Regions from separate parts of the Mus musculus genome. Here regions 1, 2, 4, 5, 6 and 7 are each linked to region 3. The links are chromatin contacts, called in public Hi-C, HiChIP or PLAC-seq and promoter capture Hi-C maps. All regions are on one chromosome and are shown on one strand. Each heading gives the region's core, a stretch centred on a gene start, on an enhancer-like site or on the middle of the called end of the contact. The rest is flanking DNA. Distances are from core to core; before and after follow the strand shown.

Region 1 (3,501 bases), core at 251-2,750, 930 kb before region 3:
TTTTATTATCTTTAAATTGAACAATTTTTATACATTTAGTGTGATCACTAATACTATATGAACCCGTATCTCTAAATCTGTAAAAGTTTAATAGGTAAAGCTAGGTCTATTGCCTGATACCTCTAATCCTAGCACTGAGGCTGAGGCCAGCCTGGGCTGCACAGAGAGGTTGGGGAAGGAGGGAGGGAGGGAGGGAGGGAGGGAGGGAGGGAGGGAGGGAGGGAGGGAGGGAGGGAGGGAGGGGGAGAGGAGGAGGTAGGGAGGGAGCCAAACAAACTGCTGATAAAGAGTTTGATGTTTTCAGTATGAGTGCAGTTAAAAGAAAGATCTCTGGAAGCTCAGGCCAGTCTGATCAGTATAATAAATTCTGAGTTGTCAAGGATTGCATAGTGAGACCCTGCCTCAGATGTGGGGGGGGGGGGGGGGGGGGCAGGAAAATCAAATTTTCTAAGTGTAAAAATATTTCCTTTGCAGTGTGTACTTACCTTCTTCCTTCTTGACAACATTCTGTTCTAAGTTAAGAGGAGAAAAATTTTGTGTTTGCTTGGTTGCTGGTCTGTCTTATTTTATAATTCTTCCCATCCAAATTCAAACAGAATGCATATGAAAGCTCGCTACATCTCTGGAGTTTTAAGATTTTCCATTATTGAAAGTTTGTATTGGGTGTCTGTTTTTGGAGATTGTTCTTGCTAAGGTTTATTTCCCATAGCCTTAACTTAAAAGCCATTTAAGTAGAAAGTAGATGCCCCGCCCCCGCCCCATCCAAGTACTAACCAGGTCTGGCCCTGCTTAGCCCCAATTAGGGTGGTGGTCTCTAGGGATTCTCCCCCATAGCTGCTTCTCAGAGCACAAGAGCGCCAGCTCTTCAGTGGTACCCACTGGCATTCCGCTGATTTCACTTCTGTTTGTACCTAGTTCTTCATCGCCAGACCTAAGCTCCAGCAGTAAACTGACAGCGAGCAGGAAAAGCACCGGACAGCTGAACGTCAATCCCGGGACTCCTGGCAGCGGCGGAGGCGGCGGCGGCAGCGGCAACACCACGACTGCAGAGCGAAGCCGGCACCAGAGAAGCTTCTCTGTGCCCAAGAAGTTCGGTGTCGTTGACCGATCCTCAGACCCGCCTCGGAGCGCCACCCTGGACAGAATTCAAGCTTGTACCCAACAAGGCCTTTCCTCAAAAACCAGAAGCAATTCCTCCCTGAAGGAGAGCCTCACGGACCCGTCCCACGTAAGCCACCCCACCAACCTGCTGGCCACCATTTTCTGGGTCACGGTGGCCCTGATGGAGTCTGATTTTGAGTTTGAATACCTGATGGCCTTACGGCTCTTGAACCGACTGCTGGCACATATGCCGCTGGAGAAAGCTGAGAACCGAGAAAAGCTGGAGAAACTCCAGGCGCAGCTCAAGTGGGCGGACTTCCCAGGGCTACAGCAGCTGCTCCTGAAGGGATTCACCTCTCTCACCACCACAGACCTGACCCTGCAGCTTTTCAGCTTGCTGACATCAGTGTCCAAAGTCCCCATGGTGGACTCGTCCCAAGCTATTGGTAAGGCCAGCGCCACACTGCCTGTAGACCTGTTGGTGGCTGCATTCAGCTTTAGAGAAACAAGCTAATACCATATGTCTATGTCTACAGTATTAAATACTGGCAATCGAGTAACAGGAACAGCAATTTTGTGTGTGTGTGTGTGTGTGTGTGTGTGTGTGTGTGTGTGTGTGTGTGTGTGTGTATGCGTGTGTGCTCTCGCATGTGTATTCATATATGTGTGTTCATGATTTCGGGTCAAACTGCAAACATTGTCAACTGAGTTCCTTGCTCTTGTAAATTTCTTTCCTAATTCCCAAATCTTGTTTTTCTCTTCCCTTCTCTGTCCTCTTGAAAAGATTGCATTGGCTTTTTATTGTTCTGAATTAAGCAAAATCAACACACCAGCTTTTTAATACCATGGCAAGTGACTAAGAATGCATTTCACTAATTAGGTTTTAACAGCCATGCTGAGCAATAATTTTTTGAAAGGTCTTTGCTGTTGCATGACTAAGGCTTAAATATATTTTTGGCTTTTTTTTTTTTTTTTGGTTTTTGGTTGTTTTTTTGTTTTGTTTTGTTTTGAGACAGGGTTTCTCTGTGTAGCCCTGGCTGTCCTGGAACTCACTTTGTAGACCAGGCTGGCCTCGAACTCAGAAATCCGCCTGCCTCTGCCTCCCAAGTGCTGGGATTAAAGGCGTGCGCCACCACGCCCGGCTATTTGTGTTTGTTTTTTAAGATAGGGTCACTACATAGCTGTGGTTGTCCCAGAACTCACTATGTAGACCAGGCTGGTCTTGAACTCACAGAGATCTGCCTGCCCTTGCCTCCCAAGTTGCTAGAATTAAAGGAGTATGCTACCACATCCAGCTTACATTTTTATTTTTACAGAATCTTAAACGGATGCTTCAGCTCAGGTCAGTCTATGTCAGTAAGATCTGTGTGAGTTCTCCTTGCACACAAACAGGTGACGATCCTATGTTGAAATCTCAAGTGTACTCCAGTGTCTCCTGTAGTCCGTGTCTTTTGGTTGTGTTTTTCATAGATTTCTTTATCAGATCATCTTTACCCTCCTCCACAAAACTGATGGTTTAGCTGACAGAGCTTGCTTAGCTTATACAAAGCCTTAGATTCAATTTTTAGTACCACATACAACCAAGTATGGAGGTACACACCTATAAACCCAGCATTCTAGAAGTGGAGGCAGGCAGGTCAGAACTTCAAGGTCACCCTTAATGATGATTCTGGCCTGTGTGAAACCCTGCCTCAAACAACTCTAACAACCACAAGACCAATTTCACATAGCCTTCGAACAAAATAAAATCAGTATATTCCTTCCCACTGTTAACCAGTCACAGCATAATACTCAGCTATTGCCACTGTGTCTTCTCTCATCCAGGATTTCCGCTGAATGTCTTGTGTCTCCTGCCTCAACTGATCCAGCATTTTGAAAATCCCAATCAGTTCTGTAAGGATATAGCTGAAAGGATCGCTCAGGTATGCCTTAGGACCGTCAGAGAGTCTCCGCGCCAGGTGGAAGTGGCTGGTTTGAAGGAGGCAGTAGTTGTCTCAAAACTTGATATCACTCATAATGGGCATCTCTCGGTAGGCTGTTACAAATTGGCTTTTTAAATTTTGTTTGCATTATTAAGAAAAGCAAGTGGGAGCCGAATGGTGGTACAGTGCACACCGTTGATCCCAGCATTCGGGAGGCAGAGACAGGTGCATCTCTAAGTTCAGGGCCAGTCTGGTCTATAGAGTGAGTTCCAGGGCTACACAAAGAAGACCTATCTCAAAAGAAGAAGGAAGGAAGGAAGGAAGGAAGGAAGGAAGGAAGGAAGGAAGGAAGGAAGGAAGGAAGGAAGGAAGGAAGTGGGGAGGCAGGGAGAGGCAGATGGTAGCTGTTGAGAAGGCTCAGCAGGTAAAGGTGCTTGCTGCCAAGCTTGCCGACCAGAATCCATCCTGGAATCCACAT
Region 2 (3,561 bases), core at 718-3,217, 900 kb before region 3:
AACAAAACTTGGACAGGCTGCCGGCACCTGTTAGAGTTGAGGTCTGTGACACCAAGGACTGGTTCAATAAACCTGCCTTATCTAAAACCAGGAGCCAGAAGAGGAGAACTAAGCCTCCTGCTCTCTGCATGTGATACCCACCCATGGCTCTTGGACTAGTGTGCTGCTCGCTGACCTCAGGAGCCATTAGGTTTCAAATGACCATCCAATGAGATGGAGCGCTGGACCTTACTCAGATGACTCTTTTGTTTATCATCAGAGTGTGCCTTAGTTAGGGTTTCTATAGCTGCAATGAAGCACCATGACCAAAAACCCAAACTGAGGAGGACAGGGTTTATTTGGCTTACACCTCCACGTGGTTGTTCATCACTGAAGGAATCAGGACAGGAGCTTAAACAGGGCAGGAACCTGGAGGCAGGAGCTGATGCAGAAGCCATGGAGGGTGCTGCTTACTGGCTCCCCATGGTTTGCTCGGCCAGCCTGCTTTCTTACAGAACCCAGAACTACCATCTCAGGGATGGCTCCACCCACAATGGGCTGAGCCCTCCGCCATTGATCACTAATTTAGAAAAAGCCATAGAGCTGGATCTCATAGAAGCATTTTCTCAACTGAGGCTCCTTCCTCTCTGATGACTCTAGCTTGTGTCAAATGACACACAGGACCAGTCAGTACAGTGTAGATATCGTCCTTTAGTCCTGATTCGAGAGAACCGAACCCCACATTCATTTTATCTAATACCTGGCGCTTTTGTAGAGAAGATATGAGCTACAACTCCAGGAGTTAAAACTTCCTTGCCTGACTATGCTTGTTCTCACTGAGTCAGAATGGGCAAGTCTGCAGGAAATCTTCAGTGCCAAGGAAAGAAATTTAACCACTTCCCAGCTCGGGCAATTTAAACTTGAGTCTTAAGCAAAAGCCAAGTTGTGGCTTCCGATTAGTGCACAGCCCCTCAAACTTGGCACAGCTCTCACAGACTTTTAACTCTGCATTTTTCTGTGGAATCCGTTGTGGCAAAACAGTCTAGGGTGTTTACCTAACACGCTTCTACTTAACAACAGCCAAGGCATTCCGGAATCTGCTCTGAGCACACTTGCTTCCCCTCCAGAAAACTCTAACTAAACAGAGGCTGGCGGGGGAGGGAAGGTGCACCCTAATTTTAGTTATTTTAATATTAATAATCTCCCTCTTTTTTTTGGAACAGATTTTTGAAAACACAAAATTTTCTAGGGTTTACCAAAATCGACTTTAAGAAATATGTATTTCTCTCAAAAAAAGAAAAGAAAAAAGAAAAAAAGAAAAAGAAATATGTATTTCCTTCTGGGTGTGATGGTGCATGCCTTTAATCCCAACACTTGGGAGAGAGAGAAAGAGAGGGACAGAGACAGAGACAGAGACAGAGACAGAGACAGAGACAGATGGATCTCTGTGAGTTGGAGGGCAGCCTGGTCTACAAAGTGAGTTCCATGTCATCTAAGGCTATATACAAAGAGGCCTTGTTTCAAAAAAAAAAAATATATATATATACATATATGTATACATGTATAACTAACACATCAAAGAGAAGTGTGTCTTCACTTTTACTTGGGAAGTAACACACATTTCCAGAAAAGCTTGGCTTCTTTGTCTCCTTATTGGTAAACAGAAGTCTGAGCATTGAAGCAGATGAGGGCTTGAGAGTCGATGGTGACCTCGTTTGTTTCTAAGCTGGGACTGACTGTGTGAAGGTGTGTGCGTGTGCGCGTGTGTGTGCAGGAGGACCCGGGGCATGAAAAGTCGTTTGTGGTGTGATTTCAGGGGGAGAGTATGGACAACTTCAACTGGGGAGTGCGCAGGCGCTCCCTGGACAGCCTGGACAAGTGTGATATGCAGATCCTGGAGGAGCGCCAGCTCTCCAGAAGTACTCCCAGCCTAAACAAGATGAGCCACGAGGATTCCGATGAGTCATCCGAGGAGGACCTCACAGCCAGCCAGATCCTGGAACACTCAGACCTTGTAAGTAGGAACTCTCCCACTGGAGGGTTGGGAAGGAAGCCTTGGGTTTGGTTTGCTTTTTTTTTTTTTTTTTTTTTTTAAATTAACTCAGGAGTTTGGTTTCCAGCCAAATAAACTCTTTATGGCTGTTGACCTCTTCTTCACTGTAGGTCACTGTAGGCATTTGGTACCCTGAGGCCAGGTCATACGGGGTTGCCCACGGCTACGTTAATATGCTAATGACAGTCAATGATATAGAGAGCTTAGGAAAATGATACCTGTCAACCAAGTACCGGGGACCAGTGATGTGCGTTCTCCTGACAGGAACTTCCTTTACATTTTCTTTGCTTTGCCTTCTAAACAGATCATGAACCTCTCCCCCTCCGAGGAGGCGAATCCCATGGAGCTGCTGACCAGTGCCTGTGACTCCGCCCCCGCAGACCCTCATTCCTTCAACACCAGAATGGCAAACTTCGAGGCTTCTTTGCCTGATATAAATAATCTGCAGATTTCAGAGGGGTCAAAGGTGAAGAGATTTGTGGAATTTCTATTGTAAGGACATGGGGGGAAAGACCAAAAAAAAATCCTGTTAAGAGTTTGTAGAGGGAGGTTCAAAGTGGAGGGGCTTTACGCCTCTGGTTTTAGTGAAATGACTGAAGCTCCCACCCGGTCCTGTGTTTTGAAGTTGTTTTATGCTCACAAACTTGAGCAGACGTCCCTTTGGCTGAGAGATTTGGCCTGAGGCCTTTGTAAAATGAAATACTTGACCACTGACTGACTGCAAAAGCAAGTAGTGGAGAGAGACTGTCGTGGCGCTGGGAGTGTGGTGGCTTTTATAAAACAGTTCACTAAGTGAGGCGTAGGAGTACGCGAGCACTGGGGGGGAATTTTTCCTCGAGTAGGAACCAATTATACAATTTGCTCATTGATTCAGTGCTTGCCTTTTGGCAAACGATAGAAATATTTAATGTCAATCACACAGAATTATGCCAAATCTGCATAAAACTCTCCTAGCTGGACTCCCTGAGAGGAAGAGTTATCTAATATATAATTTCCCTACTTTAAAAGGTTGGCTTTAAGACAAAAAAAAAAAAATCTTGTGGATATTTTACTTAAGGTTTAGTTTATCAAAATTCACAGAAAATATCCTGCCCCATGAAACCATTCATTTGGATGTTGTAACCACACATATGACCTTTAGTGTAGAATTTTATTTCTTTATATTAGAGATATCAAAATAGTCTTATCACTATTAGAATAGAATTAGTCATTCCTGATTCTGATTTTGGCTATAGTTTTGCAACTTTGAAAGAGAAAAAAAATATGGTGGGGGGGTAGGGGGGAGAAATACTGATAAAGGAAAGCTATAACACTTTCTATACCATTTTACAATATGCCGAAATCAAGAAACCCCTGACAAAAAACCAAAAAAAGAAAAAAGAAAAAAGAAACCCCTGAAAGCTTTGAACCAATAATATTAGAGCTGAAAAGAATTATTTCTATGATTGCCCCAACTCAAAGGAAAGAATAAGAACTGTAATTGGGATTTCTTGGCATTGGAACTGTTCGTTTTTGGCCAAAAAAATAAA
Region 3 (3,223 bases), core at 199-2,698:
AAGATGGGGCAGGTTTTCTTACAGGTCTCATCTGATGACTTTCTTGTTTTTTAGGTTGGTAGAAGCTAGTATCAGCCAACAGATTTCATTCTTTTTAAAAATCTCTCATGGGATTTTAGTTCTGACACAAAGCTGACTAAGGAATGGCAGTTGGAGTACATAGGAGACTAAAACTAGACTAAGATAAGGTAGTTAAACTCTGGACCTGCAACATTCCAATTTTGCTACAGCACTAAAATTCTAATCAGTCTCTGCCACACCCGGCCCCCCACCCCCAGGAGTTTTCATTCACAACAGGTTCAAGCAAGGGGGAAAAAAAAAAAAACAGTACAAACTAGGGGTTAGAGATTACAAAGTTCCATTCCTAACCAAAAGGCATGTACAACTGATAACTGATAATACTGGGAAAGGTAAAATCAATTTTCCCCTATGGAGTATCAACCACACTTCTGGGAAGGCCCCATGCCCAGAAGTAACTGGCCAACACAAAATTGTGTGTTTGTGAGTGTGTGTGCGAGCGTGCATGTTTTGTTACTTTTTTATGTTTGACTTTATTTAAATCTTTGACAGCAAGGACCTCTGAAATTCCTAAAAGCATCTACCAAAAGCTGAAGACATTCCTGGGAAACTCGGGAGCTTTGGGAAACTGTCTTTCAGCCGAAAGTGTTATGTATATTTAAAGGTGGACACTAATACTTTCTGCAATACAAGTTCATAGTCCTCACGATACAACTAAAATAAAAACAAAGCCCATGTACCAGGGTAAAGTACTGTCCAGCTACTTAAAAATGGGTTTGGATCAGACACAGCCAACGTGGGAAAGGGGCGGAGTTTTCCCCTGGCAGCGTTCAAACCCTCAACAAACGGTTCTGTGCAAAGCCACACCGCAGAATGCAGAGTGCCAATATCCTGACAAAAATAAAGGGTAAAGCTCAAATTAAGCGCTTTAAAAGTCCGTAATATAAGCCTTTCCAAATCCTTAGATGCCATTAGCTGTCACGGGTAGCCTCGAGTGGGTAACGATGCAAGGACTGACACTGGCTGGGAATCAATGGCGAGAAAGCAGCTCGAGACTACCTTGTACATCGCTAACGTTCCAGAGATTTCCAGAAACTGAATTTACAGCCAGAAACCAACTCCTGTGAGAGGGAAGCAACAAAACAGACAAAAACCTGCTAAGACACCAGTTTAATGTCCGCCCGGCGAGGCCTGCAAGCGATCAAAGATGGAGAAATCAGCACATGCCTCCCGCAACAACGCCCTCCTAGTACGCAAGCGCTCGCGCGCCCGCGCGGAGGCCCCGCCCCTCGCGTGCACGCCCAGACCAGGCGCGCGCAGCGGAAGTTACCGCCTCCAAGGCCCCTCCTGGCTCTTCCGCCACGAGGCCCCGCGTTCGCAGTCCGGTTCCGGTTGTAGCTCCGCCCCCGCGCGGGAACACGCTAGAAGGCTGGATATCCGGGCCAGGAGGCTCGCGGAGCCCTCACTTCCGGTGGTGTCTCAGCCCAGCTCCCTTGAGGCGCAGGTTCTGGCTCTCGGTGCGGTAGCGCCATCTGGCGCCGAGTGTTCCCCGGACTGCGGAGGGGCGCGCTTCCTCCCTTCAGAACATTCCAGAGACACCGCGGCGGCCGGGGTAGGCTTTATGCGCTCCGCCAGAAGGGCGGGACCCAAGACTCCTCCTCCACCGAGTTCCCGCGCGGGAAGGGTTTTGCGGTTACCCTGAGCGGAAATGGTTGGAGTCTGGAGCGGGAACGGACCTCACGCGGGAGGAAACCGGCCTTTTCCCGTCTTTTCAAGTCCTGGCGACACAGTTCCTGCCCCACTGGCTCTCCTTTTTTGTTTCCTCCTTTCTGGGCACTGTGCTTCGGTTCTTCACTCGGCGTGGACCGAGGTCCTCCATGTCCCGCTTTGCAGAGAGGAGGCTTTACTTTGTAGCCTTTCGTTAGCCTGTGTTGGAGAAAAGCTTTTGCTCCATTACGTCTGTTAAGCTGGGGTGTTGCGAAAACGAGCAGTATCGGGGATTAAACATTAGAAGAATGATAATAGGTTTTTAAAACAAGACAGTCTCACCAGGTTCATCTCAGAACTGTGAAATTAACGCTGTGGCTGTTATGCCGTATTTCCTTTAGATAAGGGAAAACGAGTTTCCACCAGAGCTAGAAAGTGAACATAACTTTCCTCTTAAAAGAATTCATGTTTAAAAAAGTCCAGATGTAATACACTTGGAGCACTGTTAGCTATTGTGAGTTATTGTGTATCAAGATGCACAGTGCGAGCCAGTGAGATGTCCCTTAGAAGTCAGAGATCTGCGGTCACTTGTCTCTGGACCTTTCTCCCCCACTACAGCAGTATTTTCCCTACCTGTGCATGCATTTGAGTTCAGAAGGCTTTTAAGAGGCCAGTTCACTAGAGTTTAGAACTGGGAGAGGTGATATGGAAGGAGAGCTAGGTGACTAAGGCCCACAGTTGGAATAGTTTAAAGAGTTCAGGAGAGCTCTTCGCTGTTATTGCTGTTTTGACACATTAACCCGACAGATTAGTAGCCTTTCTAGCAGGTGCCAAGGGAGCAAACTAAGCGCTAAAACCATAAAGTTTGTACAGTCACACATTCGGGAAGCAAGTTCATATAATATACTCTGTTGTAGAGGGTGCTGTAACACCAGGTATACAAAATTTCTCAATTATGTCATCTCTGTTCTTCAGAGTTTCTTGAAAATAGTAACTCAAAAAATCACTTCAACAGACATTTAAATTTTTACACCCAGGAAGGTAACATTTTAAAAATCCCTTTCCTTTTGTAACTTCTTTATAGTTTCTTCTTTTCACTAAGTCATTGCCCTTTACCCCTACTGTGTCATTTAAAATGTACAGAATGCTTTAATGCTTTCTGTTTGTGTGTGTGCGCGTGTATGTGCGCGCGCGTAAATAAGTTTTTGTATTCTGAGTTTGACAATGGCATTTGACCCTAACCATCAGTAAAATGCATTGCTCTCTGTAACCATTCCCTTTGTCCCCAATAGAAATACAGATATTCCTAGATAGGCTTGTCGTGTTCATAGCTATGTTGCTCCTAAAAGTGATTTTCTAGTACTAAAAAGGTTAGATTGTTTACTGAAGTGTGAGTGAGTACTATAAAGACTGTATTACCTTTAATTACAAGTTAGTGTATCTAACTGTGAAGATAAGTGAAATAGTATTTTTATAATGACTCAGACTTCCATTACAA
Region 4 (3,325 bases), core at 247-2,746, 750 kb before region 3:
ATGTGGGTACAAAACCAGGTGGCTAAAAATGCGTCTATTTTCAATCATGCTCCATGTTTTTAATGCATGAAGAAAATCAACCTTCACATAACTGCCTTAGAACCCCTATAGATTTCTCTTCACAGACAGGTTGACAGCGATGAAGCATCAAACCTACCATTACTTCACCTGCCACTCAGAGGCAAGATTCAGGTATGGGAAAGAATGACTGAAAGACCGGAGTCCTGGAGGCACGAAGTCCTCACCCTTCCATTGTCTTCAGGAGTAAGTGGATTTACCTCTGAGGACTTCCTTGACAGCTGAAAGAGAAGCCCTCCCTATACATTTAGCTAACAGTCCAGTTTTGTAGCCTGTCACATACTACCAAAGAGAAATCAATAATGATGTTTAGTATCAGTAATCTATTAAAAAAAAAGGAGGGGGGAGAAAACAAGATGTATTCTCTCCATCCTGTAGGAAGCGGAGAAAGCCCTGACTGAAGCCCTAAGCCAATGTGTGTGTTGACATGAACTAGATCTGCCAAAGGTCCCAAAGCCACAACCCAGGAAGGAATGCCATAGCCACTCCCCTGGGGTGAGGCTTAGAGGATGGCAAAGCCTTCACTGGGGCCCAAATGGGATTGTTGACAGTGTGCAGAAAAAAGTCTATAATAGCTTTCTTCCCCTGGATGTTTACTGTCTAAAGACTGCTTCTCTACAGACATCCCCTGCCAAATTAGATAAACCTGTCTCCTCGCTCAGCTGTATGTAATACACCTCCATCTTTGCCCAACTGTATGCACTAACTCTGGATGTCTGCTCAACACTACAATAAACACACCGAGTTAAGTGCTGTGCTTTTTCTAGCCACGAGTCTGGACGACCTGATCCCAGCTTTCTGTTCATCGGTCTGCCTGTCTGTGTGTCTTCTTTATTCTCTCACTGCCCTGGTGTAGTGTGATGCAAAAGTTATGACTGGGCAGCGACTGGAAAAAGACTAATGACTCAACTGTCACATAAATTCAGAGAGAAATGTTTAGGTTTTGTTGTTATTGTTGTTTTCTTTTTCTGGTAGTAAGCAATCAATTCAGGTCCTAGCACAATCTAGGCAAGCCCTCTCCTCTGTTACTACGAGAGCGCCTTTCCTTGTTTGATTTGCTTTTTTGAGACAGGGTCTTACTAACGTGCCAGCCTGGCCTTGAACTCACTGCGTAACTTGTCCTCTTCTGCTTCTGCTTCCCGTGTGCCAGCTGACAGGCGTGTACCATGTCCTGCCACGTTTAGTTTCTCCTAGCCTGGATGTTGGAGAGTTGAAGACTAAGAGGTGATTCTGTCACAGGATCTGGGACACCAGGTGACAGAAGCCACCCTGACAGATGTCTCACCCCAGTACCTTGAGATATTTATGATCACCAAAATTAAGACAAATAGTCAACTCAATTAAGTGTGCAGTAGCTGAAGTAAGCTACACCTAACCACGATCAAAAGAGCGCCATTCTCTGGATGTGGTTCCTACTTTCTTCTGCTAGAAAGCACCAACAGATGTTTCTCCTCGGTTTCTGTTCCCCTCTCTATTGTAGAAGACATGAACCTTACTTTGGAAATGGCTTTACCCACTTCTCAGGACATCAGGTTCCCAAGCCTTTTCCTTGTTTGTCTCTGAGAAGCAGGAGTCCCCAACGCAGAGAAACAGCAAACTGCACTACTAACATGGTCAGAAATGTTTACTCACTAGGGTAACCCCCTCCCTGCATTTGTCTTAGGCAGTTACCAAACCAATGCCAATAGGTGCCTCAGCCTTACAACAATATAATGTGTTTAACCTCCCAGTTGGTAAGATATCCAGAGGCACTGTTTCTGCTGTTACAGGGCAACGTAAATTGTTACCTTACAGATGTTAACACAGGAAGACTTTTGCTACTGTTTACAAGATAAAGAAGTTGTGATTGCACTGTTTAAAAAAAATCTTCATAGATTTTGACAGTAATTGCAGGTGTATTGGATAAAGTATTATTGTATAGTTTGGTGTATTGACCTGTTTTTTAATTTTTTTCACTTTTAGCATATGGGTGGATTTTTTTTTTTTTTTAAAGACAAAGTTTCAGGTAATTCAGACTGGCCTCAAATTTGCTATTTGGTCAAGGATAACTGTGAACTTCTGATCCTCCAGCCTTCGTATTCCAAGTGCTGGGATTACAGTTATGTAGCACACTGAGTTTTGTGGAGAGCTGGTATTGACCTTGGATGTTGCACATAAACAGGCAAGCCCTCTACTGACTGAGCTCCACTGCTACCTTGGGAAATTTTCAAAATCTACTCTTAACTAGACTGAGTAGTATCTGTTTAAAACAGGTGAGCATGACTCACTGCTGCTAAAGTTTCAAGGACTTCTTCAGTGGTTCCTCTTTTCTGGTTCCTGGTGGTCTACTCTGATCACTTCTCTAGAACACGGCTTTCAAACACCGTGATTGGCAGTTCTTCAAATGGGTGACAAATAGAACCTGTAAGGGGAACTCCCAAGTTTTGGGAAGAGAGCCTCTTTCGTCAGTTCTACTGAAGCAGAAGAGGCTGAGACTCACAGAAGCCTCCTACCTTATGTGCCAAATATGCTCCTGTCTTCCCCTCACTTACCCACATTTGTATTTCCAGCTCAGACTTCTCTGGATTATGAACACATTCAGCACCTGCCTGGATGTCTAGAATGTAGCTCAAGCTTATCATGTCCCAGACTATCTTTCCCTTCCCAAATGTGCTCTCCTGCTGAACACCTAACCTACAATAACTCCCCACTCACCTTCTCAGCCTATTACTTGTCTAATTCAATCATCTGTCTCCTCTAGTCAACCACTTCTCACACATCCACACATCCACTCTTAATTTCATTATAACTGTTTTTAAATGTTGTTTGTATACATGTGTGTGCTGTGCAGGAATTCAGTGGCGGACACTGGTGTCCTACATTCTCTCTTTCTCTCTACCTTGAGACAGGGTCTCTCACTGAGCCTGCAGCAGGCAGCAAGCCCAAGTGATTCTTTGATCACCAACCCCTACAGCCACCATGGTTACCAATGCACACGACCACATCTGGCTTTTTACATGGGCTCTAAGGATTTAAACTCAGTACCTCACATTTGTGCAGCGATAGAGTTCTTACCTGCTGAACCATCTCCCTAGTCCTCTTGACTTAAGTCACAGTTATCTCTTATATGGGTTACTGCAAGTTATACCATCCTGTTGCCATTCTTGTGTCACTAAAGTCATTCCTAAAATGGCAGTTGGGCTGGATTATGTCTTAAAACATGGGTTACTGACACTATCCCTTTGCTCAGAACTCAGTGGCATCCCTT
Region 5 (3,532 bases), core at 577-3,076, 830 kb before region 3:
CCTTTGCTCTTCTTGTACTTCTTTTTTTGTTTGTTTGTTTGGGTTTTTTGTTGTTTTTTTGTTTTTGTTTTTTTGAGACAGGGTTTCTGTGTATAGCCCTGGCTGTCCTGGAACTCACTCTGTAGATCAGACTGGCCTCGAACTCACAGAGATCCGCCTGCTTCTGCCTCCCAAGTGCTGGGAGCGCCACCACCGCCCAGCTTTCTTCTTGTACTTCTTATTTTAAACACTATAACTTGGGAAAAGCACTGAGTGGATGCAATTAATCGTACTCTAACTTGTCCTATCACTCTGTTTTCTTATGCATAGGTATACCAGATTCTTCTGACAAAAAACGCTGTTTACCGAATGATCCTGAAGAGCCATCCTTGACCAACTCTTTTGGGACTGCTACCAGTAAAGAAATTAGTTATATTCATGCATTGATATCTCAGGATCTTAATGACAAAGAAGCAATAGTCATTGAAGAAAAACCACAGCCATATACAGCCCGAGAAGCTGACTTTCTGTTATGCTTGCCAGAAAGAACATGTGAAAATGACCAAAAAAGTCCAAAAGTTTCCAATGGAAAAGAAAAAGTCTTAGTTTCAGCATGTCTTCCTTCAGCAGTGCAACTCAGCAGCATTAGCTTTGAATCACAGGAAAACCCTCTTGGTGACCACAACGGAACAAGTACTCTTAAATTAACTCCCAGCTCAAAGCTACCTCTGTCAAAGGCAGACATGGTTTCTAGAGAGAAAATGTGTAAAATGCCAGAGAAACTGCAATGTGAGAGTTGTAAAGTTAATATTGAACTAAGTAAAAACATCTTGGAGGTAAATGAAATATGTATCTTAAGTGAAAATTCTAAAACTCCTGGGCTTCTGCCACCTGGTGAAAATATAATAGAAGTGGCCTCTTCAATGAAGTCACAGTTCAATCAAAATGCAAAAATAGTCATACAGAAGGACCAAAAAGGCTCACCTTTTATTTCAGAAGTAGCAGTCAATATGAACTCTGAAGAACTTTTCCCAGACAGTGGGAATAATTTTGCTTTTCAAGTAACTAATAAATGCAATAAGCCTGATTTAGGAAGTTCAGTGGAACTCCAGGAAGAAGACCTCAGCCACACACAAGGGCCTAGTCTCAAGAACTCTCCCATGGCAGTAGATGAAGATGTAGATGATGCGCATGCAGCCCAAGTGTTGATTACAAAGGACTCAGATTCATTAGCTGTGGTCCATGATTATACAGAGAAGAGCAGAAATAATATAGAGCAGCACCAGAAAGGAACCGAAGACAAAGATTTCAAGTCAAATTCCTCCTTGAATATGAAATCAGATGGGAACAGTGATTGTTCAGACAAATGGTCAGAGTTCTTGGATCCAGTCTTGAACCATAATTTTGGAGGTAGCTTCAGAACAGCTTCCAATAAAGAAATAAAACTTTCAGAGCATAATGTCAAGAAAAGTAAAATGTTCTTCAAAGATATTGAAGAACAGTATCCTACTAGGTTAGCTTGTATTGACATTGTTAATACCCTTCCATTAGCAAACCAGAAGAAACTAAGTGAACCTCATATATTTGATTTGAAATCAGTTACTACTGTATCTACACAGTCTCACAATCAATCATCTGTTTCTCATGAAGATACTGACACAGCACCTCAGATGTTATCTTCAAAGCAAGATTTTCATTCAAATAATTTAACGACCAGCCAAAAAGCAGAAATTACAGAACTGTCTACTATTTTGGAAGAATCAGGAAGTCAGTTTGAATTCACACAGTTCAGAAAGCCAAGCCACATAGCACAGAATACATCTGAAGTGCCTGGAAACCAGATGGTTGTTTTAAGTACCGCTTCTAAGGAGTGGAAAGATACTGATCTTCACCTCCCAGTGGATCCCTCTGTAGGTCAGACAGATCACAGCAAGCAATTTGAAGGTTCGGCTGGAGTTAAACAAAGCTTTCCTCACCTGTTAGAAGACACTTGTAACAAAAATACATCTTGTTTTTTACCAAATATAAATGAAATGGAGTTTGGAGGATTTTGTTCTGCTCTTGGCACAAAACTTAGTGTGTCTAATGAGGCTCTGAGAAAAGCTATGAAACTGTTCAGTGACATTGAAAATAGTGAGGAGCCTTCTGCAAAAGTAGGACCAAGAGGATTCTCTTCAAGTGCACACCATGATTCTGTTGCTTCAGTGTTTAAGATAAAGAAACAAAACACTGAAAAAAGTTTTGATGAAAAATCTAGTAAGTGCCAAGTAACATTACAAAATAATATTGAAATGACTACCTGTATTTTTGTTGGCAGAAATCCTGAAAAATACATAAAGAATACAAAACATGAAGATAGCTATACTAGCTCTCAAAGAAATAATTTAGAAAACTCTGATGGTAGTATGTCAAGTACAAGTGGCCCAGTTTATATTCATAAAGGTGACAGTGATTTACCTGCCGATCAAGGCAGTAAGTGTCCTGAGTCATGTACCCAATATGCGAGAGAGGAAAACACACAAATTAAGGAAAATATATCAGATTTAACATGTTTGGAAATTATGAAAGCTGAGGAAACATGTATGAAATCTTCAGATAAAAAACAATTACCTTCAGATAAGATGGAACAAAATATAAAAGAGTTTAATATATCCTTTCAGACTGCAAGTGGGAAAAATACCAGAGTCTCCAAAGAGTCATTAAATAAAAGTGTGAATATTTTTAATCGGGAAACAGATGAATTGACTGTCATTTCAGATTCTTTGAATTCTAAAATTCTCCATGGCATAAATAAGGACAAAATGCATACTTCATGTCACAAGAAAGCAATCAGTATTAAAAAGGTATTTGAAGACCATTTCCCAATTGTAACTGTCAGTCAATTACCAGCTCAGCAGCATCCTGAATATGAAATAGAAAGTACCAAAGAACCTACTCTGTTGAGTTTTCATACAGCTAGTGGGAAAAAAGTCAAAATTATGCAGGAATCTTTGGACAAAGTGAAAAACCTTTTTGATGAGACACAATATGTTAGGAAAACTGCCAGTTTTAGTCAAGGATCAAAACCCCTGAAGGACAGTAAAAAAGAACTTACATTAGCATATGAGAAAATTGAAGTAACTGCCTCAAAATGTGAAGAAATGCAGAACTTTGTCTCTAAGGAGACTGAAATGCTACCTCAGCAAAATTATCATATGTATAGGCAAACTGAAAATCTCAAAACATCAAATGGTACCTCTTCCAAAGTACAAGAAAACATAGAAAATAATGTAGAAAAGAATCCTAGAATTTGCTGTATTTGTCAGTCCTCTTACCCAGTCACTGAAGATTCTGCTTTGGCATATTATACGGAGGACAGTAGGAAAACTTGTGTCAGAGAGTCTTCTCTATCCAAAGGCAGAAAATGGCTTAGAGAACAGGGTGATAAGCTTGGAACAAGAAATACTATCAAAATTGAGTGTGTAAAGGAACACACAGAAGATTTTGCAGGAAATGCCTCATATGAACATAGTTTGGTCATTATCAGAACTGAAATTGATACAAATCATGTCTC
Region 6 (3,376 bases), core at 226-2,725, 660 kb before region 3:
ACAGGAGAGGTGAAATTTATAATGGCATGACTCCTTTGGACATTTGGTACTGGCTAATCAGTCAGTGTTTCCAGGCATAAAATAGATAGGAAGCCTACTTCATATCTGTTTGATCTGTATAAGCAGAAAAATTTCTCAAATGAAAGAAAGGCTACATTGGATCGTGGCAAAAGGCAATCTCAGCCAGTGAATCAATTCCAGATTTGAGCCAGTTTGCAGACCCAGAACCCCTTGAGTGAAGGTGTGGCCAGGTTCCTCTGAGAAAGGATCTTGATAAGATAGCTAAAAGTTTTGTTGTTAGCCTTTCCCCAATTCTTCCCCAGAGGGACCTATGGCCTTTTACAAGGGTAACTGTACACTGGGGGAAAGGAAATAATCAGACTTTCCAGGGGTCTGTTGGATACTGGTTCTGAGTTGACACTGATCCTAGGAGATCCCAAGAAACATTGTGGTCCTCCAGTTAAAGTAGGAGCTTATGGAGGACAGGTGATTAATGGAGTTTTGACTGATGTCTGACTCATAGTAGGTCAACTAGGTCCCTGAACACATCCTATGGTCATTCCCCCAGTTCCAGAATGTATTGGGATAGATATACTCTGAAATTGGCAGAATTCTCACATTGGTTCCCTGACCTGTGGAGTGAGGGCTATTATGGTTGGAAAGGCTAAATGGAAGGAAACCTTTAGAGCTGCCTCTGCCAAAGAAAATAGTGAATCAAAAACAGTATCGTATTCCTGCAGGAATTGCAGAAATTACTGCTACTATCAAGGACTTAAGATGCAGGGTTGGTGGTTCCCACCACTTGTCCCTTTAACTCTCCTATTTGGCCAGTGGAAAAGACAGATGGATCATCGAGAATGACAGTTGACTATAGAAAACTAAATCAGGTAGTAACTCCAATTGCAGCTGCTGTACCAGATGTAGTTTTGTTACTTGAGCAAATTAACACAGCTCCTTGTACTTGGTATGCAACTATTGATCTAGCAAATGCCTTCTTCTCAGTACCTGTCCATAAGGAGCACCAGAAGCAATTTGCTTTCAGTTGACAAGGCCAGCAATATACCTTCACAGTTTTGCCTCAAGGATATATTATCTCTCCTGCCCTGTGTCATAACTTAGTTAGAAGGGATCTTGTCTCTTCCACAAAATTGGTGCATTATATTGATGACATTATGCTGATTGGACCAAGTGAGCAGGAAGTAGCAACCACTTTGGACTCTTTGGTAACACATATGGGTATCAGAGAATGGGAAATAAATCCAACCAAAATTCAAGGACCATCTACCTCAGTGAAATTCTTAGGAGTCCAGAGGTATGGGGCATGCAGAGATATTCCTTCTAAGGTGAAAGATAAGTTATTTTGCCTGGCCCCTCCCACCACCAAGAAAGAAGCACAGTATTTAGTGGGTCTACTTGGATTCTGGAGACAGCACATTCCTCACTTGGGTGTGTTACTCAGGCCTATTTACCAAGTGACTCAGAAAGCTGCTAGCTTTGTGTGGGGCCTAGAACAGGAGAAGGCTCTTCAGCAGGTCCAGGCTGCTGTGCAATCTGTTCTACCACTTAAGCCATATGACCCAGCAGACCCGATGGAACTTGAGGTGTTGGTGGCAGATAGAGATGCTGTTTGGAGCCTCTGGCAGGCCCCTGTAGGTGGATCACAGAAGAGACCTTTGGGATTTTGGAGCAAAGCTCTACTACCATCATCTGCAGACAACTATTCTTCCTTTGAAAAGCAGCTCTTGGCCTGCTATTGGGCCTTAGTGGAAACTGAACGTTTGACAGTAGTACACCAAGTTACTATGCGACCTGAACTACCCATCATGAGCTGGGTGTTACCAGACCCTCCAAGTGATAAAGTAGGACATGCACAGCAGCAGTCTATTATCAAATGGAAGTGGTATATACGTGATTGGGCCCGAGCAGGTTGTGAAGGCACAAGCAAGTTACATGAAGAAGTTGCTCTAAATGCCTATGGTTTCTCCTCCTGTTACAATGCTATCTACTATCAAGCATGTGCCTATGGCCTCATGGGGTGTTCCCTATGACTGGCTGTCTGAAGAGGAGAAGACTAGGACAGGGTTTACTGATGACTCTGCACGTTATGCAGGCACCACCCAGAAGTGTACAGCTGCAGCATTACAACCCCTTTCTGGGACAACCCTGAAAGACACAGGTGAAGGGAAATCTTCATAGTGGGCAGAACTTCTAGCAGTACACATGGTATTACAATTTGTTTGGAAGAAGAAATGGCCAGATGTACGATTATTCACTGACTCATGGGCTGTAGCCAATGGATTGGCTAGATGGTCAGGGACTTGGAAAGATCACAATTGGAAAATTGGTGAGAAAACATCTGGGGAAGAAGTATGTGGATAGATCTCTCCAAGTGGGCAAAGGATGTGAAGATATTTGTGTTCCATGTTAATGCTTATCAAAAGGTGACTTCAGCTGAGGAGGAGTTCAGTAATCAAATGGATAGGATGACCCGTTCTCTAGTCAGTCAGCCTCTTCCCCAGACATCCTTGACATTGCTCAATGGGCACATGAACAAAGTGGCCATGGTGGCTGAGATGGAGGTTATATTTGGGCTCAACAACACAGACTTCCACTCACATTGCTTCCTTTCTTCACACTTTCTTTTTATTTACCTTGTGATTAGACATTGTCTTCCAAAAAACTTTTTTTTTTTTTTAAATATCCCTCCTCACGTTGATAGCACATATACTAAACTTGGAATGATACAGAAAATACTAGCATGGCTCTGTGCAAGGATGACAAGCAAATTCGTGAGGCCTTCTATATTTGTAAATAAATAGATCTAAAAAGAAGTATCATCCAACCAAGTTCAAGGAAGTATTTGCTGAGGTCATTTTGTGTGTTTTCGCTAAAGTAATTGCCACTATATATCAGCCTCTGTCTTCAGACAGCCTTCTTGATCCCAGGTGTTTGTATCTGTTATGCTCCTTGACACTCTTTCTGCATTTCTCCCTATCAATATATTTATTTCCTCAAGGTTCAGACTTGGAATCTCAGTTCATCTTACATCCTCCTCCTCATCCTATTTTGAGACAGCCTTACTCCTGGCTGGCCTAGAGTTTGCTGCATAGACAAAGCTGTTGACTCTAACCTTGTGACAGTCCTACTCTATCACCTAAGTACTGATATTATGGGTTTGTGCCACTGTGCTGGAGCTCACATGACCTGTCCTCCCTCCATCTCTTCTTCCTTTTCTTTCTCTCATTTGTCTTTCCTCTTTTCCTTCTTGTGTGCAGGTGTATATGTGTTTATGCAGGTGTGTTTTGATTGTTAGTGTGCATTTAGGAACATGTGGAGGTCAGCCTTAGGTATTGTTTTTCAGGAGCCCATATTTCTT
Region 7 (3,370 bases), core at 396-2,895, 770 kb before region 3:
TCTCCACTTGGAACCCAACCTACCACTGCCAGGAGCTTCCGGAAAGAACCTACGGAAGGGTGTCTCAGAAAAGGGTACCAGTGTGGCCTTCGCAAGTCATCTATCCCTCTAAGATGCAAAGGTAGCAATTTTCGTTAGCTGGCTGCTTCTCCACAAATCAGCTAGAACCCCAATACAAATTGTCAGTCCCTTATCTGGCCGTGTCAGTTTCCCCATCATCCACATCCAAAAGATTCGGGCCCTCCCCCTATGATCACTACCTGGTGCCATGGAAATCAGCATGTGACCGCGGGCTACCTTGATTCTTCAGCGGTTCCAGGGTCCTAGGGCTAGCCTTATCTGATGAGAAGGGAAGCAAGCACACAGGTGGCAAGTGACTGCTTCTATCGACTAGTGTGTGCCCGATAACGTTCACGGAGGGTAAGACATGGCCCCTATCTTCAAGTATCTCACAGAAGGCAAAAGCAACCGTGTGCAAACCTAAGCGCAGTCACAGAGATGTAAACAGGAGCCAAGACGCTGAGAAGGGCGGGCGGCTTCTACGGCAGGGTGAGGCAGCTGCGAGGGGAGGTAATAGAACCGGTTTTAAAAGGCTAGTGAGACCAGTCGGGCAAAGGGTGACGGTGGGAAAGCCAGGCAGGAGGGTCAGCATCCTCAACCCCAGCAAGGAGAGAGAAACAGTCCAACGTTGCTGGAATACCAAGTGCAGGGCAGGAAGTGGAGGGCGTTCAGGCTGGAGCGGTGGGCCTAGCAAGGTGCAGCAGGCAGCAAGCCCGCGCAGTTCTCTCTGCCCGGGTACCCGAAGGGCCGCTTACGCAATTCGCGAGTGATCGAATTTGGGCGCCCGCGGAGAGGCTGTCAGTGACGGTCGGTGGTGGCGCCGCCAGCCCCCCGCCCCCCTCCCCAGAGCACCTGTGCGCCTTCGCAGCCGCCAAAGCAGCCGCAGGCTGCGCCGATCCACCAGATCTCAAAGCGGGCCCCCGGCCAGCGCCGCGCGGACCCCCGACCCGGACATCCCCGAACTCGCTCCGGTGACAGCGCCTGTGGGCGCCGTGGCGGCTGCCTGCGCGCCAGCGGGCGGGGAGCGGGTTTCTCTGCAGTCACCACCAGCTTTTCCCGAAGAGCAGTCCCCGCGGGCCTCCCCGACCCGGGGCTGGGGACGAAGGTTGCCGGGGAGTTGGGGGTGGAGGGGTGGGCACCAGGCCCGGCGCGGCGGGGAAGGGCCGGCGGCGGCGTCTTGGGGCTTGCGCAAGGCGCACTGCCGAGGTCCGTCCTCCCGGGCCGGCGCGCGGCAAAGCTCTCGGGCGCGCGGGGCAAGGGCAGGGGCGGCGCGCGGAGCCGCTCGGGGCAGGAGCGCGAGTGGGCGCCAGGCCGCTCTCATTACCTGGCCAGCGTGGTTTTTCCCGAGCCCGGGAGGCCGCGCAGGAGGTAGAGGTGTTTCCTAAAGCTGTGGCGGCGCGGAGGTGGCCCCCGAGCGGGCGGCGGCCGAGGAGGCGGCTGCTGCTGCCGCTGTTGGAGGCTCAGCCTCCCGAACGATTCCAGAAAACTGTCCTCCATGGGGAGGGGGCTGGCGGCGAGGGCCCTGAGCTCCCTTCCTGAAGTCACGGTCTTGGCCAAAGCTGTTGTTTTTGTGACTCTCCGGCCATGTGATAGATGGAGGGGCGGGCGCTCGGAGCCCGGCCCCTCCTCCCCGGCCCCGCGAACCGCGGGAGGGGGCGTCTCTACCTGTGAGGCCCCGGCGCTGCCGGGGAGTCTGACAGCCCGGGGAAGCGTGGGTGACGCAGCCCCCAGCGCTCCCTCCAGCCCCCCGCCGCCTTCCGCAGCCCTTCCCAAGGGAAGGGGCCTGGCCCCGGGGACACAGTGGGAGGTTTCCCTGCAGTCACTGTGGAAGCCCAGCCCTCTGCCACGGCTCTGCCTCATCTCACTTCAGACCGGCCTAGACCTTGAAAGTAAATACTTTCCGTGGGAGATTAGAGAATGTGACCAGCGCATCCGAGCAGTCACAGTAAAGACTGTTGTCTCCCCTACTGCCTGTGAATCAGTCAGCACCTGGCTGGGGTCCCAAGGACTGAGGTACACTCCTTCAGGGTCCTGTACGTTTCCTTAGTACCGGTACCGGCCTGCCAAAACTATCCTTAAAAGCTGTATGCAACTTTTAAGTCTCTTGTTACTCCTTGGGTCTCGGGTGGACTCAGGAGGCTTCATGAACACCTTCCGCTGCCACATAGCAGGGGAGATTGTCATGGTACCATTTATATAAAACCAAATTCAAGTTGCAGGAGTTGGCAGCACCCACTGGCTGTGACTCTCCAGTATTTCCCTTTAGAAGCAATAGAATGGTCCTGGTTTTCAGAATGAAACTGTTCAAAATTTGCATACTAGAAAATCTGAGATATTGGTGGCTTTGGCTACAATTGTTGTAAAAATCAAAACATTTTGTGTCTGGCACCTAAGGTATGAGCATTATGAGAAGGAAGTGTGGAGAAAGAAGTAGTGTCTTTCTAAGACTCAGAACCTATGTCAAAATCAGAGATTTCCTGATGAGCGCGTTAGGAAGGGGCTGTGTACAAGGAGGGAGGACAGCTGCCTGTGCATCTCGCTGGCTTTGGACTTCCCCTGGGTTGGGGTGTGGAGCAGTCAGGTTGCTCCCCCGGGAATTCCCCTCCCGGAGTGAAGCTACTTCTTTAGTCCTTCTTTCTGTGTGCACATTAAGAGGAAGCACGAGGAATGGAGAAGACACATTTGTCCTAACAGCAGTGACCTTTAGCTTGTATACGTCCGGGTTCACATTTGAGGAAGTGAATCTCCTGCACCCTGAGCATACCCTTAGCACACGTTTACAAACGTGGTTCCCCTCAGCCTCAAATACTTTCTTTTTCATTCCAATCATCTGCTGTCCAGTAAGAAACATGGAGCATTTGGGGTGTGGATGGTACAAAATGGGGTTAAAGGGCTCGATTTGGCAGCACCTTAAAGTGGATGCAGAGCAGATTAGCATGGCCCCACAAAAATTCATGAAGTGTTCCATATTTTGGGGGGTCATGTCTTTCTTGTTGAGTATAGACCTTAACCTTGTTCACCCATTGATACCTGTTTTTCTAGAATAAAACAAAACAAAACAAACAAACCCTAAAATGTGTGGATTTTTTGTTTTTGGTTTTGGTTTTGGTTTTTTGGGGGGTTTTTTTTGTTTTTGTTTTTGTTTTTGTTTTTTTGTTTTTTGAGGTTTAAGGACTGAGGAGATAGATGGCTCAGTAGGCTAGAGTCTTAGAGTACAAGCATGAGGGCATGAGTTTGAATCCACAACCCCATGTAACAAGGAGGGCATGGCTGCACACGTAACCCTAGTGCTGAGAGGAGTGGAGATGAC

What was found. Promoter capture Hi-C pulls out the DNA fragments that hold promoters and counts their contacts. Hi-C and Micro-C count contacts between places; a contact is called where the count stands out from the background. HiChIP or PLAC-seq counts read pairs in DNA pulled down with a chosen protein or histone mark. Capture Hi-C pulls out chosen DNA fragments and counts their contacts.
Region 1: a promoter capture Hi-C map of hippocampal neurons shows a contact between it and region 3, with 4 times the contacts expected there. The contact joins the enhancer-like site here to the promoter of 1700028E10Rik in region 3. A contact is called at or near these places in 4 of 39 promoter capture datasets (the C10 cell line, hippocampal neurons, liver and 1 more), 2 of 15 datasets of contacts at CTCF or cohesin (embryonic stem cells and large pre-B cells), 3 of 484 Hi-C or Micro-C datasets (embryonic fibroblasts, nephron progenitors and pro-B cells) and 4 of 115 datasets of contacts at active chromatin or transcription factors (T-cell acute lymphoblastic leukemia, astrocytes, embryonic basal ganglia and 1 more).
Region 2: a contact with region 3 is called in a Hi-C map of uterus, with 4 times the contacts expected there. The contact joins the enhancer-like site here to the promoter of 1700028E10Rik in region 3. A contact is called at or near these places in 1 of 39 promoter capture datasets (hippocampal neurons), 2 of 484 Hi-C or Micro-C datasets (embryonic fibroblasts and uterus) and 5 of 115 datasets of contacts at active chromatin or transcription factors (the 230-238 cell line, the NIH/3T3 cell line, T-cell acute lymphoblastic leukemia and 1 more).
Region 4: a contact with region 3 is called in an H3K27ac HiChIP or PLAC-seq map of T-cell acute lymphoblastic leukemia, with 10 times the contacts expected there. The contact joins the enhancer-like site here to the promoter of 1700028E10Rik in region 3. A contact is called at or near these places in 3 of 39 promoter capture datasets (the C10 cell line, hippocampal neurons and pre-B cells) and 3 of 115 datasets of contacts at active chromatin or transcription factors (T-cell acute lymphoblastic leukemia, effector CD8 T cells and memory CD8 T cells).
Region 5: an H3K27ac HiChIP or PLAC-seq map of T-cell acute lymphoblastic leukemia shows a contact between it and region 3, with 13 times the contacts expected there. The contact joins the enhancer-like site here to the promoter of 1700028E10Rik in region 3. A contact is called at or near these places in 7 of 39 promoter capture datasets (the 3T3-L1 cell line, 3T3-L1-derived adipocytes, the C10 cell line and 4 more), 1 of 484 Hi-C or Micro-C datasets (cerebral cortex) and 5 of 115 datasets of contacts at active chromatin or transcription factors (the NIH/3T3 cell line, T-cell acute lymphoblastic leukemia, cardiomyocytes and 2 more).
Region 6: a contact with region 3 is called in an H3K27ac HiChIP or PLAC-seq map of trophoblast stem cells, with 6 times the contacts expected there. The contact joins the enhancer-like site here to the promoter of 1700028E10Rik in region 3. A contact is called at or near these places in 8 of 39 promoter capture datasets (the 3T3-L1 cell line, cranial neural crest, embryonic stem cells and 4 more), 1 of 15 datasets of contacts at CTCF or cohesin (large pre-B cells), 2 of 484 Hi-C or Micro-C datasets (the C2C12 cell line and epidermal suprabasal cells) and 21 of 115 datasets of contacts at active chromatin or transcription factors (the SCID.adh cell line, T-cell acute lymphoblastic leukemia, astrocytes and 18 more).
Region 7: a promoter capture Hi-C map of liver shows a contact between it and region 3, with 4 times the contacts expected there. The contact joins the promoter of N4bp2l1 here to the promoter of 1700028E10Rik in region 3. A contact is called at or near these places in 11 of 39 promoter capture datasets (the 3T3-L1 cell line, the C10 cell line, cranial neural crest and 6 more), 1 of 15 datasets of contacts at CTCF or cohesin (large pre-B cells), 7 of 484 Hi-C or Micro-C datasets (CD4 T cells, cerebral cortex, embryonic stem cells and 2 more), 10 of 115 datasets of contacts at active chromatin or transcription factors (T-cell acute lymphoblastic leukemia, astrocytes, cardiomyocytes and 7 more) and 3 of 9 other capture datasets (adipose tissue, liver and pancreatic islet).

Annotation. Positions count from the first base shown.
Region 1 is chr5:150,435,786-150,439,286 of GRCm38.p6, forward strand. It overlaps Fry (FRY microtubule binding protein), which reads left to right. Exons shown (of 61, transcript NM_172887.2): 44 at 916-1,547; 45 at 2,926-3,023. Among named protein-coding and RNA genes, the nearest start is that of Gm36299, 30 kb to the left of the region's middle. Within about 2 kb of position 1,501, at least 22 of the 459 cell types and tissues checked have an H3K27ac peak or open chromatin away from gene starts, as enhancers often do. A contact at or near this core is called in hippocampal neurons and liver, where this site is marked.
Region 2 is chr5:150,464,449-150,468,009 of GRCm38.p6, forward strand. Fry (FRY microtubule binding protein) reads left to right here. Exons shown (of 61, transcript NM_172887.2): 52 at 1,796-1,993; 53 at 2,337-2,498. Among named protein-coding and RNA genes, the nearest start is that of Gm5, 36 kb to the right of the region's middle. Within about 2 kb of position 1,968, at least 126 of the 459 cell types and tissues checked have an H3K27ac peak or open chromatin away from gene starts, as enhancers often do. A contact at or near this core is called in astrocytes and uterus, where this site is marked.
Region 3 is chr5:151,367,227-151,370,449 of GRCm38.p6, forward strand. 1700028E10Rik (RIKEN cDNA 1700028E10 gene) reads left to right here and starts at 1,449. Exons shown (of 4, transcript NR_045700.1): 1 at 1,449-1,630. It also overlaps a transcript of Stard13 not described here.
Region 4 is chr5:150,619,390-150,622,714 of GRCm38.p6, forward strand. It overlaps a transcript of N4bp2l2 not described here. Among named protein-coding and RNA genes, the nearest start is that of N4bp2l1, 27 kb to the left of the region's middle. Within about 2 kb of position 1,497, at least 56 of the 459 cell types and tissues checked have an H3K27ac peak or open chromatin away from gene starts, as enhancers often do. A contact at or near this core is called in T-cell acute lymphoblastic leukemia, where this site is marked.
Region 5 is chr5:150,538,340-150,541,871 of GRCm38.p6, forward strand. Brca2 (breast cancer 2, early onset) reads left to right here. Exons shown (of 27, transcript NM_009765.3): 11 at 310-3,532. Among named protein-coding and RNA genes, the nearest start is that of Gm25284, 7.3 kb to the right of the region's middle. Within about 2 kb of position 1,827, at least 8 of the 459 cell types and tissues checked have an H3K27ac peak or open chromatin away from gene starts, as enhancers often do. A contact at or near this core is called in T-cell acute lymphoblastic leukemia, where this site is marked.
Region 6 is chr5:150,705,341-150,708,716 of GRCm38.p6, forward strand. The region is part of intron 1 of Pds5b (PDS5 cohesin associated factor B); the gene reads left to right. It also overlaps the pseudogene Gm24630. Among named protein-coding and RNA genes, the nearest start is that of Pds5b, 33 kb to the left of the region's middle. Within about 2 kb of position 1,476, at least 27 of the 459 cell types and tissues checked have an H3K27ac peak or open chromatin away from gene starts, as enhancers often do. A contact at or near this core is called in extraembryonic endoderm stem cells and trophoblast stem cells, where this site is marked.
Region 7 is chr5:150,592,880-150,596,249 of GRCm38.p6, forward strand. N4bp2l1 (NEDD4 binding protein 2-like 1) reads right to left here and starts at 1,646. Exons shown (of 5, transcript NM_133898.4): 1 at 1,385-1,646. The coding sequence starts at 1,557.